4 separate regions of the Mus musculus genome follow, and all the other regions are linked to region 4. A link is a contact called in public Hi-C, HiChIP or PLAC-seq and Micro-C data. All regions are on one chromosome and are shown on one strand. The core of a region is the stretch at or near the end of the contact, and the rest is flanking DNA. Distances in the headings are between cores, read along the strand shown.

Region 1 (3,628 bases), core at 410-2,909, 230 kb before region 4:
AAGATTTGCACCAGCTGAGGTTTCAGTGCTGAGAGGGGCAAGTGGGCCTACGCTTCCATCCCTGACCTAGAACCTTTCTCTGACTGATAACTGCTTGCAAATGAAAATTTATTTTATCCAAAGGCGTCTCTCTGGTTACACAAGCCACATTTAAGGGCAAGCCCTGTGTCTGGCAATAGAGGGCTATCATAAGACAAACTCAATGATATTTTTGTGATTTTTTTTTGACTCACAATGCTTTGTTTGCTTTTTCTCTCCCTTTCAGATCTTTTTGCTTATATATTATGGTTGAGCTTTTATATATTATGGTTGTGTTTTCATGTTGTGTGGGAACATGCCTGTCTTTGTATCTATCCGTATTCCTTGTACTTTTTATTTGGCTCTTTTTTTTCTACTCTTTGTTTTGTCCTCCTATTCTGATTTGTTTTTATCTTATCTTTTTATTACTTACGAGGTGCTTGTTTGTATTCTAATGAGAGACAGAGTGGGAAAGTAAGGGGTGTAGATTTGGGTGGATGGGATGTTGGAAAGGATCTGGAGGGGGGAGCTGGGGAAGAGGAAACCACAATCAGTATATACTGTATATATATAAAAAATCTATATTCAATGAAAGAAAAAGGAAACCTGGAGGATAGAGAGCAAAGTGGTCAAGAGAAGGTTGGGTGAACACACGGATGGTGATCCCATGGATATCAACAGCTGGGGAAACAGATTTAGAACCACAGTGAATTCCAGTGTTCAGAACCTAGGGCCAAGGAAGAAAGCCAGCCTTGGGAAGGTGAAAGTCTGAGTGTATATCAACAAGAACCGAAGGTGTCTCAGAAGCCAGGGAATTTGCACTCATGAGAGGAGGGCGTAGTTGATTAAGCATTTAAGACAAAACAGGTGCTGTAAATCCACACGTTCCTTTGTATTTATTTACCCATTGTGGGGGCCAGGCGGCACTGAGTGGGCGGAGGGAGGAGGGTTGAGAGAGTGCAGGTACTAAGAGCCAGAAGCTAGTAGTCACCGAAAGCTCTCTTAGGAAGTCCGAACGCTGTGTGTGGTGATGCTCACCTTCAATCCCAGGCAGAGACCAGCAGATCTCTGTGAGTCTGAAGCTAGCCTGGTCTACATAGCAAGTTCTAGGCCAGCTGCAACTGCATAGTAAGATCCTATCTGAAGAAGGAGAAAGAGGAAGTGGAGGAGGTGGGGGAAGAGGAAGAGGAGGAAGTCTTCAGCGAAGGACAGCATTTTAAATTATTCTTGAGAGAAAATGAAGAGTCTATCATCATATATTTCCTAACCAAAGAACAATATAATAATTTGTGGGCTGAAAGGTTATTTCTACCGAGCTCTGGTTAAACTTAACAAATAATTATTGAAGTCTTATTTAGTACAAGGACCTGTACCCACGATGTGCAGTTGAGTAAGATGCAGTCTAGTGATGTGGAGTTGGAAGTCCCTCACAGCCCAGAGGACCAGAGTGGGAGCCAGGCAGTGGTCAAGAAGGGAGGCTGGGGCTCTGCCTTGGTAGTGAAGGGAGAGCGAGAGTTTCAGTGTGAGGGGCTAGGTGCAGCTTCCCAGGCCTGACTCATGCTGTAGAGAAGCCCTGGGACAGGGCAGGCTGTCTGCTCCTCCCTTAGCGACCACAGCAAAACAGTAGGTCCTCTTCCTCCTTCCTCATACTTTAGGCTCTGGTTTGACATTTCCACTGCCAGACCTCAGATGGTTCATGAGGTCTCCTACATTGATTTAATGGCTGGTTTCCTGTGATTTTTTTTTTTTTTTAATTTCCTCGCCAAAGGCATGGGAGGAATAGCAAGCAGAGGTAGGTGTTCATCTCTTCCAGACCATTCTGATTCCGTTCCAACTGCCTGAACTTCTTACCCTTGGCTCCTGTCAGGGTGGTGGATGGAACCCTGTCAGCTAAGGAGTGTTCTGGGTGGGAACCTCAAAGACATTCAAGGAACCACAATCAGTGAAGATGTGCTCCCGACCCTGGGATCAAAGCCCAGCCCTTCATGGGGTCTTCCATGTGCTGCAGCCACGGGGCGTGGGAAAGGGCTTGGTGCTGAGAGAGTCTGGCAAGCACACATTGCAGAGAACAGAGAGGATGCTCTGTGCCGAATACACAATTCTGCTATGTAATTCCCAGACTCCGGGTGTGCAAAAGTCACAGGCCAGGCATAGGAAGGCTTCATTGTGTCTGGGGTAGGATGGGATGTGATAAAGAAAGTAGAGATATAGTCTGAAGTAAGCAAATGACTGTCGCCATGCCACTATGGAGCCAGCAAGGATGGACATGCCTCCCTCTGCTTTCCCCTTGGCTATTCCCCCAAGGATTGACAGCATGAGAAATCACCCCTGTGCTAGTGCTTAAACCCTGGATCTGCCTCTGGCCTTTAGCTGGGGTGTGGGAGGAAATCAGGGCCAAAGGTCAATGGAGAGAGAGAGAGAGAGAGAGAGAGAGAGAGAGAGAGAGAGAGAGAGAGGGCAGGCTGTGCTGTCAGAAAGGAGTTGTATCAGCATGCACAAGACAACTATTATCATCATTTTATGTATATGGGTGTTCTGCATGTATGTCTGTAGCATTTGTGTGTCTGGCACCCATGGAGGTCAGAAGAGGGTGTCAGATCCCTTGGTATACAGGAGTTATAGTTGGCAGCCACCACGTAGGTACTGGGAATTGAACCTGAGTCTTCTGCAAGAGCAGGAGGCACGCTTAACCATTAAGCCATCTCTCCAGCCCCTTCTAAGACAAATATTTTTAAAGGGAAAGGTTTGCATTATGTTCACAGAGACTGTCATTGTTTAATATTAATGCTGTTGGCATCCTTGGATCAAATGGGGGTGTGCAGCAGTGAACTATAATACCCTTCTCCCTGGCATTATCCTTCTTCCTTGCATCCTTTCCTCTCACCACTCCTGGCTTCTTGAGAGGCCCCTCATCACTTCTCATTTATTTAAACACTGGGGAAAGCTGCACTGGGTAGTCATAGCTAGGTCCATCAACACGCGACAGCACACACAGCCCATGCCCTCATTTGTCATATGCTATAATTAATTAGCATCTATTAACAACATGCATTATGCAGATGAGTTGCTATCTTCACATTAATTTAGGAATTCAAAGGTCATGTTTGAGCATCCAGGCCTATGTCTGCAGCCAGCTGCAGTGAATACCACAACCCAGCACTGCAGAAGGTAGCGTCTCACCTCCCCAGTGCTTCAGCCTGCTGTGATTTGCACCAAAGGACAAACTTAGCAAGCTGTTTTGACACCTTTTGTGCCCTCCAGGTGTCCCATAGGGCTAACGTTCCAACCAGCTCACTCAGATAATTGGATTTGCAGTGAACTTTCCATGACATACGGAGGAAGAGACTCTCAGTCAACAATCAGTGACAACCCAGGAAAGTAGAACTTTTAACAGTAGCTTCTAAAATACTGGAAAGAGCTCTCCATGCCTGCAGTAGCAGCCATCTACACAGAGCCTGCTGGACACTGGTCCTGCAGTCATCCTTGCAGCCATGCACAAAGAACTCAGTTGCCATTCCAGGGGTTCATGTTTTCAGCAAAGGCAGCAAATCTGCCTGCCTTATGGGGACTAAACCTCAGAGCTACAGAAAAGGAGGTGGCATACAGCTGA
Region 2 (3,863 bases), core at 194-2,693, 250 kb before region 4:
TGAAAAGACAGAGAATTTATGCTTTTAATACACAAAGATGGCATAAGGCCATTCCCCGGGATCTTAAGCTGGGAAAACTGATGTAGGAATGAGTTTTCTCCGTCACAATATGGAAGGTAACAGAACACACGTATAAAGTAGTTCGCAAATAGATCTAAATTCGATTATATGTGATGAGGCTATGTAAACTCCGAAGTGATACCAGAGCTCATTTTCATAGTCAGAGGCATAGAGTGAACATGGCTCACCCTCTTGTACCCCACATCTGAAGTGCTCCCAAAGGTAGAGTTTTGAAGACTGACATGACGGCAGAAATAGAAGATTGTAGACCACAACAGAGACAGTTCAGATTAAAGGCTCAGGTTCACACCTCTGATGACAAGAGTTTGACTCCCAGCACTCAGGGAGTTCATGGCATCTATATACCGGTCATACACAGAGGAAAAAGAGAAAGGAAACGTAAAAGTAATAAGATAAATCTTTAACAAAAATCTTTGCTTCGTGCACAAAATTAAGGAAAATATTGAATAAAATCAGTGAAGATAAATGAATTTCATGTAATATTTGGGCCCGTCCCCAACATACCTTGCTGAATGCATAAGTGTTCAAAAATGTGAAAAAATTTAAAATACTTTTCTTCTTTAGCATTTTGGGTAAGGAGTAAAGAGCATGGGTTAAGATGTAGGAGCTCCTGGTGGGACTGAAGGATATCCTGTGAAGAAGATAACACTGTGTGATGTAAAATATAGTTACTCTATCCTTAATAATGGTTTATTTTTATTTTACGTGTAAGGGTGCTTTGTCTACATATATATGCTGCCAGGAAGGACAGGATATATATGTGTTTTGCAGGAGATGTGGGGCGTGGAAGACAATGTCCCAGGGGTGCAGATGGAAATCAGGCCCCTTGTCACAGTTTTGAGAACTCAGTAATGCCCTTAGCATCCAGCTTAGAGGGTCCTAGCCTTGAGGTTTTACTCACAGTATCTGTGTGGCTTTCCACCTTTGGTCATGATCCAGAGTCTTATTAAAATGCTGACTTTAATGGGAGCCTTTGAAAAGAGCTATCTTTCTAAACGCCGGCCCCTTCAGGCCATTTAACATTACCATGATGCTAGTGTGGATCAGTCAGTAGTGATATTTGTCCAAGAACAGGAAGCTTGGCTCTGCCTTGCTTTCACCATGGAGGAGTCTCCTCTGTTGGCTTTTTTCTAAATGAGAATGCTCTTTACTAAAATTACATATTTGTTCTGGATGGATATCACCGGAAACTGAGAAATGGGTTTTTAAAAACAAAACAAACAAAACAAAACAGGTTAGGGGAGCCGTACAAATCTGCAGCTGTGACAGGAGACAAATCCACAGTTATGCAGACATCTAGAAGCTAAAGTTGCAGCAGCCATTAACATTGCACCCAGGCCAGTGAGTCAGCCTGTTGGGATGCAGGAATGCTCTACTTGGTATGTTGGCAGGCTGATGAACCAGTCCAATTGCTGGAGAGCCTCCTCATCCCACTTTCAGCCTTCAGAAATGCCTCCCAGAAGGGTTTTGGTGAGTCTGTAGCTGAGGTACAGAATGAGGGCCCAGAGCCCTCCACCTGAGGGCAGATGCTAAGCCACATGGATATACAGCAGAACAGACAGCAAGCCAAATAGGAGCTAGGCGTCACCACCTACACTTCCTTGTACACTTTCATTTTTATTTCTTTCCTTGACTCAGCTAAACAAAATTTCCCAAGACAGGAACAAGAAACTGTGGAACTTGGTACTGCAACGGCATGACAACGTTCCTGTTGTAAAAACAGTTCACTGCTTGTATGGCTTAGACCAAGGAACTGACAAGCATTTGGGTCCAGAGCAATACCAACAATTTTTGAAAGGCGAAGAGTTGGCTGGCTTCAAATCTCACCTCTGCCTTTTGGTCTGTGGTTTGGGGGCAACTGACTCTACAGAGTTTCTTCATCTTTAACATAGAGTGCAGGGCCTCCCAGAGAGGTCCCATGCCAGCATTTATTTACTAACCACCCAGGTTGACCAGAAAGCCCCCCCCACCCCCCTGCCCAAGAGCCATTTCTCAGGTCCAACTGCCTTCAAGGGAGTACTGTAGCCTTGGATGACTAAGGCACGTGGAGACCACACTGAAAAACTCAAGTCTGTGATTTTTGCAGATTGGACATGAAAATTCTGTTTCATAGAATATGTAAACTGGACACACAGCTGTTCGGTTCTTAATTCTCTTTCTTGATCACTTTCTATTTCCATCCAAAGCTGGCTGTAGTTCTGTGGGGCACTTGATTCTCAAGTCTCTGACTCTGTCTCCTATCATTTAGCCTAGAGTGTGCTGTGTGGCTGCTTAGAATCAGCCACAGACAAAGCCCAGGACAGAGACTGACAAGTGAGGGGGCACCACATGTTGGAATGTTTTTATTTGAAAATAGACTATGAGTCTTCAACTTGCAATGTGAAAAGCAATATTCTATTCATGTGCACATATTTTCGAGGTCCCCAGTAAGCAGGACGGGAAAGAGTGTGTGTTACTGCAGCAGACATTAAAAAATATCCCAAGCAGGTCAGACTACCAAGGTGACTAATTTGCAGGTTGCACAGAGAGCCTTGAGTACGTTGTTCACGGATATCCTGCCTGAGAGTTCTGCAAAGCAGTTAGGTGACAGGGCAAAAAGCCCATCACTCCACATTGTGGGAAACATTGTGTATCATTAGTTTTTGACGTTCTCTTTTGTGAGAGATCTGCACAGAGCAGTCACCTTGTCTTAGACTCCCAGAAACGGCTGTATTCAGTTTAATAAGAACCATGTGTTATAACCGAAACAACATCTGACCTGCATGCTTCAAATACTAAGGGCACTTCTCAAGGGGTCTATTTAGCCAGACAGCTGTTGGGAGGCCTGTTCCCACATTTTAAATTTGTTTGTGGCCTGCATAATTTGCTCACGTGTGAATATTTCTCTGGATATTGTTTTTCACTCTTTTACCTCCTCGGCTAGAATCCTTGGTTCCCAGCTCCAATTGCTTTTAAGATGAAGTCAGGCCAAAATGACTTAGACTCCTTGAGAGGTGCTACTTCAGAGTAGAAATCTGGGGGCTGGAGGCAGGTATTGGTTTTGAAAGGTTAGGTTACTCCAGGGTGAGTTAAAATGCATTAGGTGTAATTATTGCTCTGTGCAAGTCAGAATAAAAGACACCAGATTTGGCTTCAAAATAACCCCAGATTTGGCTGATTACAGATGGAGATGGTACACTAAAAAAAATGTCCTTAGTGATTTAATTCTCAATGTCCTGCAGAGAACCCACTCAGTGAGCTTGGAAGCAGTGCACAGGGAGGCGGAGCCTTGGTTTTTGGAGCCAGCTGCTCCTAAAGACACTCCTGAGGTCGAAAGCCTTCTGCACAACTCACTCAGAAGTGTTGAGCACATGACAGATTTAATTTCCTTCCGCAGAACCCAGAGAAGCTGGGCAAGAACGAGATAATGCATCGAGCCCAGTTCCTCGATGATAGTCATCAATGGAAAGTAAACTGGGTTTTCTTTATCCACAGTGCTTAAGATCAGGAGTGTTGCCCACGTGGGTGCTGGGTTTTGTTTGATTTTGGAATATGCTTGTAGGCTTTATTGCTTAAACAGAAACTATGATATCCATACTTGTCTGAAATCTAAACCTTTTGACTATCCCAGTGGCACTCAGACAATTTGGGTTTTGTGAGTATTGGCTCACACCTGTTATCACAGCACTTGGGAAGCAGAGGTGGGAAGATCAGGAATTCAAAGCCGGCTTTGAGTACAAAGTAAGTTCATGGTGGCTAGTTACAAGAAACCCTGTTTTTAAAAACTTAAAGAGAAAAACAGT
Region 3 (3,726 bases), core at 965-3,464, 170 kb before region 4:
AAAAGAGAGGATGGCTTCTGATGCATATGGGATGCCAGCATTCCATTATTCAAACAACTTTATCAACAGCAGAGTTGCTTGACATCTTATTCTTGCCTGATGCTAAGGAAGAACACTTCATTTTAAGTTTCAGATAAGCTTTCAATCAATCACAACCACCATCAAACAGTTAACGTGAGCCTTTAATCTCATTTTAAGTTTGAAGTAGCCATGGAGGAAGGAGGCAAGCAGAGGAAGTGAGGATGCTGTAGGTGGACTTCCACCCTGAACATGAGATGTGTGGGCTACAGAGAAGGTACAGAGTTTAAGAGCACTGGCTGCTTTCCCTGAAGACTTGGGCATTTTCTTTCAAACGATGCTCTTCCAGAGGACCTGAGTTCAGTTTCCAGTGCCCACCGGACAACTGCTTTTAACTTCAGTTCCAAGAGACCCCATGCCCTCTTCTGGCCTCCAAGGATACCTGAGCGCATGCACAGACACACAGACACACAGACGTGAAAAAGATGAGATGCAACACCTTACCCTGACCGTTTACCAAGGATAAGCACCCCATGGGATAGCAGTCAACTTCAAAGAAACCTTCACTAAATGCCCGGGTACAGAGGACATTGCAAACATCATCACTTGTCAGAATATAGCCTAATGGGCCACATGAAGTCCAAGACCCATCCTCAGAAAGAAACAGGCTCTTTATAAACTAACTTTATCATACAGTGAATAGGCAGCAGTGGTGCAGAATCCACTACTCTGTGTGTGTGTTAGAATTGCCAGAGAGAGAGAGAGAGAGAGAGAGAGAGAGAGAGAGAGAAGGAAAAAAGAAAAAAAAAAGAAAGAAAAAAGAACATTTGATTTGGATGGGTAAGGATATGAAGGATTTTGCTGGGTGGGTTAAGTGGTGCAAGGGTGGAGTTACTCAAGCAAAGGAAACATAAAAGCGAGGCACAGAAGCATGAAGAGGCAAGGGAGCCCTCATGGAAAATCACTGTATGTGGGGTGGGGGGTGGGGGTGGGGAGTGGGATTCAGGCGTCGGGGAAGGGTGGGGTTCTCTCTGCATAATGATTCTTCACATATTTCTTGACAAGGACTTGTGATTTTTTTTTTTTTTTTTTTTTTTTTTTTGCTTAGTTCAGGTGAAGCATTCAGACTACGAATCTATTAAAATAGCAGGTATTTCAAAGACCTCACCAACCTTGGGCAAAATGAATTCACAATGCAGTTGACTTGAAATGATAAGGTGATGTTACAATTAAATTGCTTTGATGAAATAAGACTCTTTATTGTTCTGTATGGCTGCTCTAGCGAAAGTATTTGGTAAAGTTATAACTGCATGAGGAGAAGGTGAAGGCTCAGAGGGAAGAGGCATTTGTTTCCAGGACTGGAAACTGTTAGGTTTCAAACCCTAGACAAATGGCAGAGGGGCCTACTTAACATATCAAAGGAGAGGCTTCCAGGTTCTCCCAGATAAGGGGCCATCCTGGCTGGCTGGTGTGCTCCATCCCCTGCCCTGAATTCTCCAGCCCATTGGGCTGGGCTGCCCTTCCTCCAGCTTCCCTTCGCTATATAATCTAACCATTTTGGTTACCTAGTCTCTTTTTGTACCTTTGGGCCTCCTGGCTGCTGGTTCCCCTCTCTCTCCTCTCTCTCTTCCCTTCCCCCCTCTCCTCGAATGGCTCAGGGTTATGTCTACTTTGGACCCTCCCAGATGTTCCCACCTTCTTCCATGTCAACAATGAACCATCTCCTCCACCATGCCTCACTGGAATCAGGCACATTCCTTTCCCTTTTTATTCTTTCAGAACCCACATGAGATGAACAGGGAGGAGGAGAGTTCGGACTCCTGCAAGCTACCCTCTGCCCTTCACATGCTACACTCTGTGGCACGAAGGCCCCAAAACCCATAGGCACACAAATAAAAGCCAAAATAAATATAGAGCCGGCAGAAGTTGACCACTAGGTAGTGATCTGCCAAAGGCAAACACGAATTTGATTCCGGTCACTCTTCTTCCCTTTGCCTTTAACACAAATGCAATGACTTATCCTTAATTGAAATACCAACAAAGAATGTTATTTCTGCGATTGCCTAATTCCACACCAAGGTCCAATGCATTTGAATGTGAGATTTCAACAGTTCTGCTGCATGTCCACTAGAGGCCTGTGAAGAGCTTCCCCCCCAACCCCGAGTCTCATAACCAAACCGGCCTAAACAGAAACAAATGAGAAATCTTGAGTCAATACTGATAAGAGTCAGATCAAATTTACATGTCTCCTCATGGTCAAGGTCATACACAGGAATAAAACAAACAAGATTCAGTACTCTTTCCAAACTGCATAGTACTTAGTTATAAACATTACAAAACAAGGGAAGAAAAAAAAAAGGCAGTGTTAAAAGCTAAGTTTCGAAAGGTTCAGCCACAATTCCAGAAGGCTGGCAGGCTCTGGCAAACTTTGCCTAAGCAGACGCTGGAATAGAAATTGCTTGCCTAATGAGCTTCCCGGTCCTCCAGTGCATTTTGAATTCAAAAGACATACAAGAGACAGGGCCCTGGGCCTGCGGGAAAGTAAACAGAATAGCAATCTAAGACAGATGGTCTGGAAAGGGACTTCTTAAATAGCGACAACAGGGCAGTAAACAGAGGTCAGTGAGCTACAGCCCAGGAGTGCCAAGAAGACATGGACTGAATGGTCCCTGAGGTGAAGGACAATCAATTGCAGGAGGGGACTGAGTGACCTAGACGAGGTGCTTACCATGTCTGCCAGGCGAGCACAGCTTGCTGGGCTGTGCATATGGGGGAAATTACTAGAAGAAATGAGGTGTCCTGTGACAGTCTGCAGGCAGCCTTGCTACCAGCTCCCCAAATAGGGCCTTCTCAGTGCCTCCTCGGACAAACAAGACAAAAACATCCTAAGCACCCCGTGCACAGGAGTCTCTTTGCAGAAGTGGCCTGCTTTCCACTAGGCTCAGTTAATTAGCAGGAGAGTCGGACAGAGTGGAAAGAAAGAGCCTTTTGTTTGGAGAACCTGTGAAAATATCCCCTCAGAAGCCTGTAACTTTCCCTACAGATTACCCTGGCCCTGAGGACAAGCCCCGGTGCCAGAAGGCACTGCTGTCCCCTCCACACAGCCCACATTCAAAAGGCAGTTAGTTCTCTTTGTTGTCCCCAGGGAGTCAAGCCTTAATGGGTTTACAATGTGGCAGGCTCTTTTGGAGAGTGTCTGCTGCCAGAATCAGGGCAGAGAGAACCCCAGTGAGTGCCTCAGATGTTGAGGTGACCCTGCCTGCACTCTAAGGGAAGCAGCACTCACCCCAGGCCTTGAGAACCCCTGCAAGAGCACCCTGAGAGGTCATGGGATCTGAAAGTGAATCTGCCATTATTGCGAGCAGATGGCCGAAGACCTGGAGACTTCACTCTTCAGACAGGACTGTGAGCATCAGTGTCCCCAGATCAATCCCAGGTGAGAAGAGTCACTGCTGTTGTGACATCACCCTGTGTTTCCAGTTAATCTTGCTGTCAAAGAGTGACCCCTCTTTCTCAAACCTCTCAATGTAGGCAGAGAATAGCCTGGGCACGTTCTTCTCACCTTGACTGAAAGGAGACCTGGATGTGGCCCATCTAGGGAAGCTGCTTGAAAGACTCTATGGCAATCCCCACCAGCCTAAGCTCTGCCTCCAGAATCACTCTTTTCACCTTCTCTTATTTCAGAAAAATCTTCATTTTTAAACCAAG
Region 4 (4,118 bases), core at 1,438-3,937:
TTTATTTTTGCACTTGCTTAATATAATCACTTATTATTGTGATGGTTTGTTTGTATATGCTTGGCCCAAGGAGTTGTACTATTTGGAGGTGTGGCCTTGTTGGAGTAGGTTTGTCACTGTGGGCGTGGAATTAAGACCCTCACCCTAGCTGCCTGGAAGTTTGTCTTCCACTAGCAGCCTTCAGATGAAGATGTAGAACTCTCAGCTCCTCCTGTACCATGCCTGCCTGAATGCTGCCATGCTTCTGCCTTGATGATAATGGGATGAACCTCTGAACCTGTAAGCCAGCCCCAATTAAATGTTGTCCTTTTTAAGACTTGCCTTGGTCATAGTGTCTGTTCACAGCAGTAAAACTCTAAGACAATCATTTTTTAAAAACGACCTTTTAGGAAATAAAACACTTATCTCCTCATATCGTTTAGCTATGTGACTTTTTGCAAGTTATCTTCCCTAATACTTGGTGCTTCCACTCAGAAAATGTAAATACTGATAGTCTGTCTGTCCCAGGCTGGTAGGAGAGATCAAACAGCTAATCCACCAGACTCTCTTAATCCTCTCCAAGCACAGTGTTGGGGATCTTTGCAGCTGCTCTTTATAGTAGAGATGCTGTTTCAACAACCCTGGGCTAAAATCATCTGACATTGGCAGTTATCATTTCATTGATGTATGTGAAAGATCATACGAAGGTTAAAAACATTACCAGTTATGTTTTCTACATGCCTGATAGCTGGAGGGAGATAGTAACATATTTTAAATAGTCCATAAGGATGAAAGAAATAAATAAAATTTGGGTATGTTGATATAAGGTACAGAGTGGCTAAGAAAGAAGAATTCACAAGACCCTGGGCAGGGACTGTGAGCATCATCTGTGAGGGTCCATGGATGCAGAACCCAAGGTATGTCTCACTAAAACTTTAGGTATTTAACGATAAGCCCCTTTCTACCACAGCTGTAGGGCTTTCTGCCAGCTCAAGCTGACAATGAAGATTAGTCATTGCAATTCTGCCATCTGTCAATGTGGCATACAAACACACTCCTTTAAACTTTACAGTCCACCCTTAGGTTCTATAGTCTTGTGATCTTATCACAATACAAATGCATGGTCCATCTCTAAGAATACTCAAAACCTAAACTGTTTTAACACTGTTCAATAGGCCAAAGTCACTTCAGAGACTCATGGTCATATTTATTCTGGGAGCCCCTGCAAGATAAAAGCTTAGGCTATGTAATTCCAACATACAAGAGTCAACATTTTCACCCCAGAATGAGGGAGAGAGATCAAGTTAGCCACACTCCTGTAAGTAGCCCCTTGGCCATGCTCCTGTAACTGCCTGCCTGTGTCCCTGTAAGTCATCTCAGGCATCTCACTCACTCACTAGGCTCAGGGGAAATAATTTCTTTGGTTTGCCTTTGGGGTCCTCTCTGGGCTAATTTGATGTTTGTCTCCACAGGAAACATTTATGCAATAGGGAAAGTCCAGACTCAGTTCTTCTATACTCAAGTATGTCTGTGTATGTGTGATACAGTATTCACAAGAAACCACTTGTGATGGTTTGTATATGCTTGGCCCAGGGAGTGGCACTGTTGGGAAGTGTGGCCTTGTTAGAGTAGGTGTGGCCTTGTGGGTGTGGGCTTTAATACTCTGGTCCTAGCTGCCTGGAAGTCAGTATTCTGCTAGCAGTCTTCAGATGAAGATATAGAACTCTCAGCTCTGCCTGCACTATGCTTGACTGGATGTTGCCATGTTCCTGCCTTGAGGATAATGGACTGAACCTCTGAACCTGTAAGCCAGCCCCTGTTGTAGGAAATATTTAAAAAGTTGCAATATTTTGTGTTACACCCAGCTACTAGACTAGCCTCTGTGAGGTAGTCTTCCCAGCTCCGTTTCGTCTGCCTTGGAGCTGCCCTCCTGTACCTTCTCGGCCATCCACCCTCTGTGGTCGGCAGTCTCAAATCCCAGTAACCCAGTAAATCAAAACTCTAGAAGCTTAATCAGTCATATTTATATAACAATAAATTCTCAATTCACAAGATGCCTACACAGTAATTTCAGAGCCAGTTGATAATGATAAAAGCTGCCCACCTACATTAGACAAGCTATCACAACTATTCTATCCTTTTATGATATTCATAACTATCTGTGGCTACTTAAAACCTCAAGGAATCTGGATTGTCTTCCTCTCCCTCCATCTTCCTTCCTCCCCCTTTCCTTCTCCTCTGTCTCTGTCTCTGAAACTCTTCACCCCACCTCCCTTTTCCCTGTCCAATCACAGGCTTCTTGTTGTATTAATATTTAAAGTGATTGGACAGGGAAAATTCTGCTATAAGCCCCAATTAAATGTTGTCATTTATAAGACTTGCCTTGGTCTTGGGGGTCTGTTCACGGCAGTAAAATCATAACTAAGACAACACTATTATATTGTTATATTGCAAGCCAACTGCCTGACTCTGGCTTGATTCGCCCCCAACCCCTGTGCATTTGCTATTCAGCATTGTGTATATTTGCTTAATTTATTTATGGTTTTCTCCCTCATCTAGTCTAAATTTCAGGAGAGCAGGAATTCTGTTCCTAGTGCTGTATCCTTGGTAACAGCACCCATGTTTAGCAAGCCTCTGATAGACACAGAGAATGCGTAAAGCAGTGCTCAGAGGGCAGGTTGTGTGACTATGACTCATGACATTCCAGAGTTTAAGGACTCCCCAGCTTTCTGCATTGGTTTTTACAGCTTACTTGTGACACGCAGCCTTGGGTCACTGACTGTGACCAGTGGGAAAATCCCTACAGGGATTGGCTAGTAAGATGCACAATGCAACTGAATGGAGGAGACTAAGCAAAAATCCCCTTCGGTTAAAGATGGAAGTCAATGCTTCTCCATCACACACACACACACACACACACACACACACCAAAATAAGAGCGACCAACTGGCCACTGAAGGCAGTTGTCAAATAGAGAGCTCTTGATGTACTCTAGCTGTCGCCACTCATATTGCCACACCAATAAATATCGCTAAACCATGTACACACAGCAGGAAATCTGAGAACTAACATTCCCATGAGTGACTCTCCTTTAAGTTCCCGCAGCAGAATCTTCCAGCGTCCACAGTGCTGCGTAACTGAGCATCGTTCAGCCTCATAGGCAGGGACTCTCAGGACATGACTAAGTGACTCTCCATTTTCTGACTTCCTTCAGCTTGGGGCCTCCCTGGGAGCCTCCCTTTCATGTGTAACCATGTCAGATATTTTTAGCACAGCCCTGCATAAATCAGACAAACTGTTTAAAGAGTAATGAAAAGATAAAAACATAATAAAATCTAACTATTCCCACATTCCAAAGACATTATAATTGAGTATGCTAATTTAGAAATACCACATATTCCATCACATTGTATTTTTTTTATCATAACCCTAACGTTTGGATATCTAGAAGGAATGCCTCTCTTGGGCGTTAGCCTTCTGACAGAAATAATGTATCCGATACACGAAACCCTCTGTGTATGGTGCTGTTGAGGAAACCCTCAAAGACATTCCAGGGAGCAGAATGACCTAGGCTATGAATATTGCCAGCTGGTGTATTACTTGCTTTCCTATTTTTGGGTAAAATATTTAAACATTTGTATTTCCTTGTTTCCATCTTTTAAACAGGACCTTTGGCAGGAAGGGGAGGAAGAAGTTCTAGACAACTTTAACTTTTAATTTTATTCTCATTTTCCTTTCATAATGGATAATTTACATTGGTTTTCATCTTGGGAAAATAATCTTCCTATATTAAATATAATGCGTTTTGATTTCAGATAAAGATACTTGTATTTGACAATATTATAAAAATTGTAATAGTGTAGTAGTAACTTAGTCCTTCATGATATAGTTATTATTGTTGCCACTATAACTTTAATTATTTAGATATTTTCATATAATAAATTATATGTATTTATATGTGCACATAATATGAATAAATATGTATATAGTAGTACACACATATAAATACTGTGGTAATATATATGAGTCTAATGTATAGTTATGTGTATATGTATATTTATGGTGCAAACTTCCCCATAGTCTCATTACTAGTGTACAAATATATCCTTAACTTATTAGCCCATCAATTATATAATTGC

Evidence for each region. Hi-C and Micro-C count contacts between places; a contact is called where the count stands out from the background. HiChIP or PLAC-seq counts read pairs in DNA pulled down with a chosen protein or histone mark.
Region 1: a contact with region 4 is called in an H3K27ac HiChIP or PLAC-seq map of trophoblast stem cells, with 8 read pairs. The contact joins two enhancer-like sites. A contact is called at or near these places in 2 of 484 Hi-C or Micro-C datasets (the C2C12 cell line and muscle stem cells) and 1 of 115 datasets of contacts at active chromatin or transcription factors (trophoblast stem cells).
Region 2: a Micro-C map of muscle stem cells shows a contact between it and region 4, with 5 times the contacts expected there. The contact joins two enhancer-like sites. A contact is called at or near these places in 4 of 484 Hi-C or Micro-C datasets (the C2C12 cell line, muscle stem cells, myocytes and 1 more).
Region 3: a contact with region 4 is called in a Hi-C map of ventricular fibroblasts, with 8 times the contacts expected there. The contact joins two enhancer-like sites. A contact is called at or near these places in 7 of 484 Hi-C or Micro-C datasets (the 3T3-L1 cell line, cortical neurons, embryonic fibroblasts and 3 more) and 1 of 115 datasets of contacts at active chromatin or transcription factors (extraembryonic endoderm stem cells).

The regions. Positions count from the first base shown.
Region 1 is chr5:151,084,997-151,088,624 of GRCm38.p6, forward strand. The region is part of intron 3 of Stard13 (StAR-related lipid transfer (START) domain containing 13); the gene reads right to left. Among named protein-coding and RNA genes, the nearest start is that of Stard13, 100 kb to the right of the region's middle. Within about 2 kb of position 1,660, at least 38 of the 459 cell types and tissues checked have an H3K27ac peak or open chromatin away from gene starts, as enhancers often do. A contact at or near this core is called in trophoblast stem cells, where this site is marked.
Region 2 is chr5:151,068,273-151,072,135 of GRCm38.p6, forward strand. The region is part of intron 4 of Stard13 (StAR-related lipid transfer (START) domain containing 13); the gene reads right to left. Among named protein-coding and RNA genes, the nearest start is that of Kl, 120 kb to the left of the region's middle. Within about 2 kb of position 1,444, at least 66 of the 459 cell types and tissues checked have an H3K27ac peak or open chromatin away from gene starts, as enhancers often do. A contact at or near this core is called in the C2C12 cell line, muscle stem cells and myocytes, where this site is marked.
Region 3 is chr5:151,140,292-151,144,017 of GRCm38.p6, forward strand. The region is part of intron 1 of Stard13 (StAR-related lipid transfer (START) domain containing 13); the gene reads right to left. Among named protein-coding and RNA genes, the nearest start is that of Stard13, 48 kb to the right of the region's middle. Within about 2 kb of position 2,215, at least 151 of the 459 cell types and tissues checked have an H3K27ac peak or open chromatin away from gene starts, as enhancers often do. A contact at or near this core is called in cortical neurons, where this site is marked.
Region 4 is chr5:151,313,269-151,317,386 of GRCm38.p6, forward strand. It overlaps a transcript of Stard13 not described here. Among named protein-coding and RNA genes, the nearest start is that of 1700028E10Rik, 53 kb to the right of the region's middle. Within about 2 kb of position 2,688, at least 85 of the 459 cell types and tissues checked have an H3K27ac peak or open chromatin away from gene starts, as enhancers often do. A contact at or near this core is called in the C2C12 cell line, cortical neurons, muscle stem cells and 2 more, where this site is marked.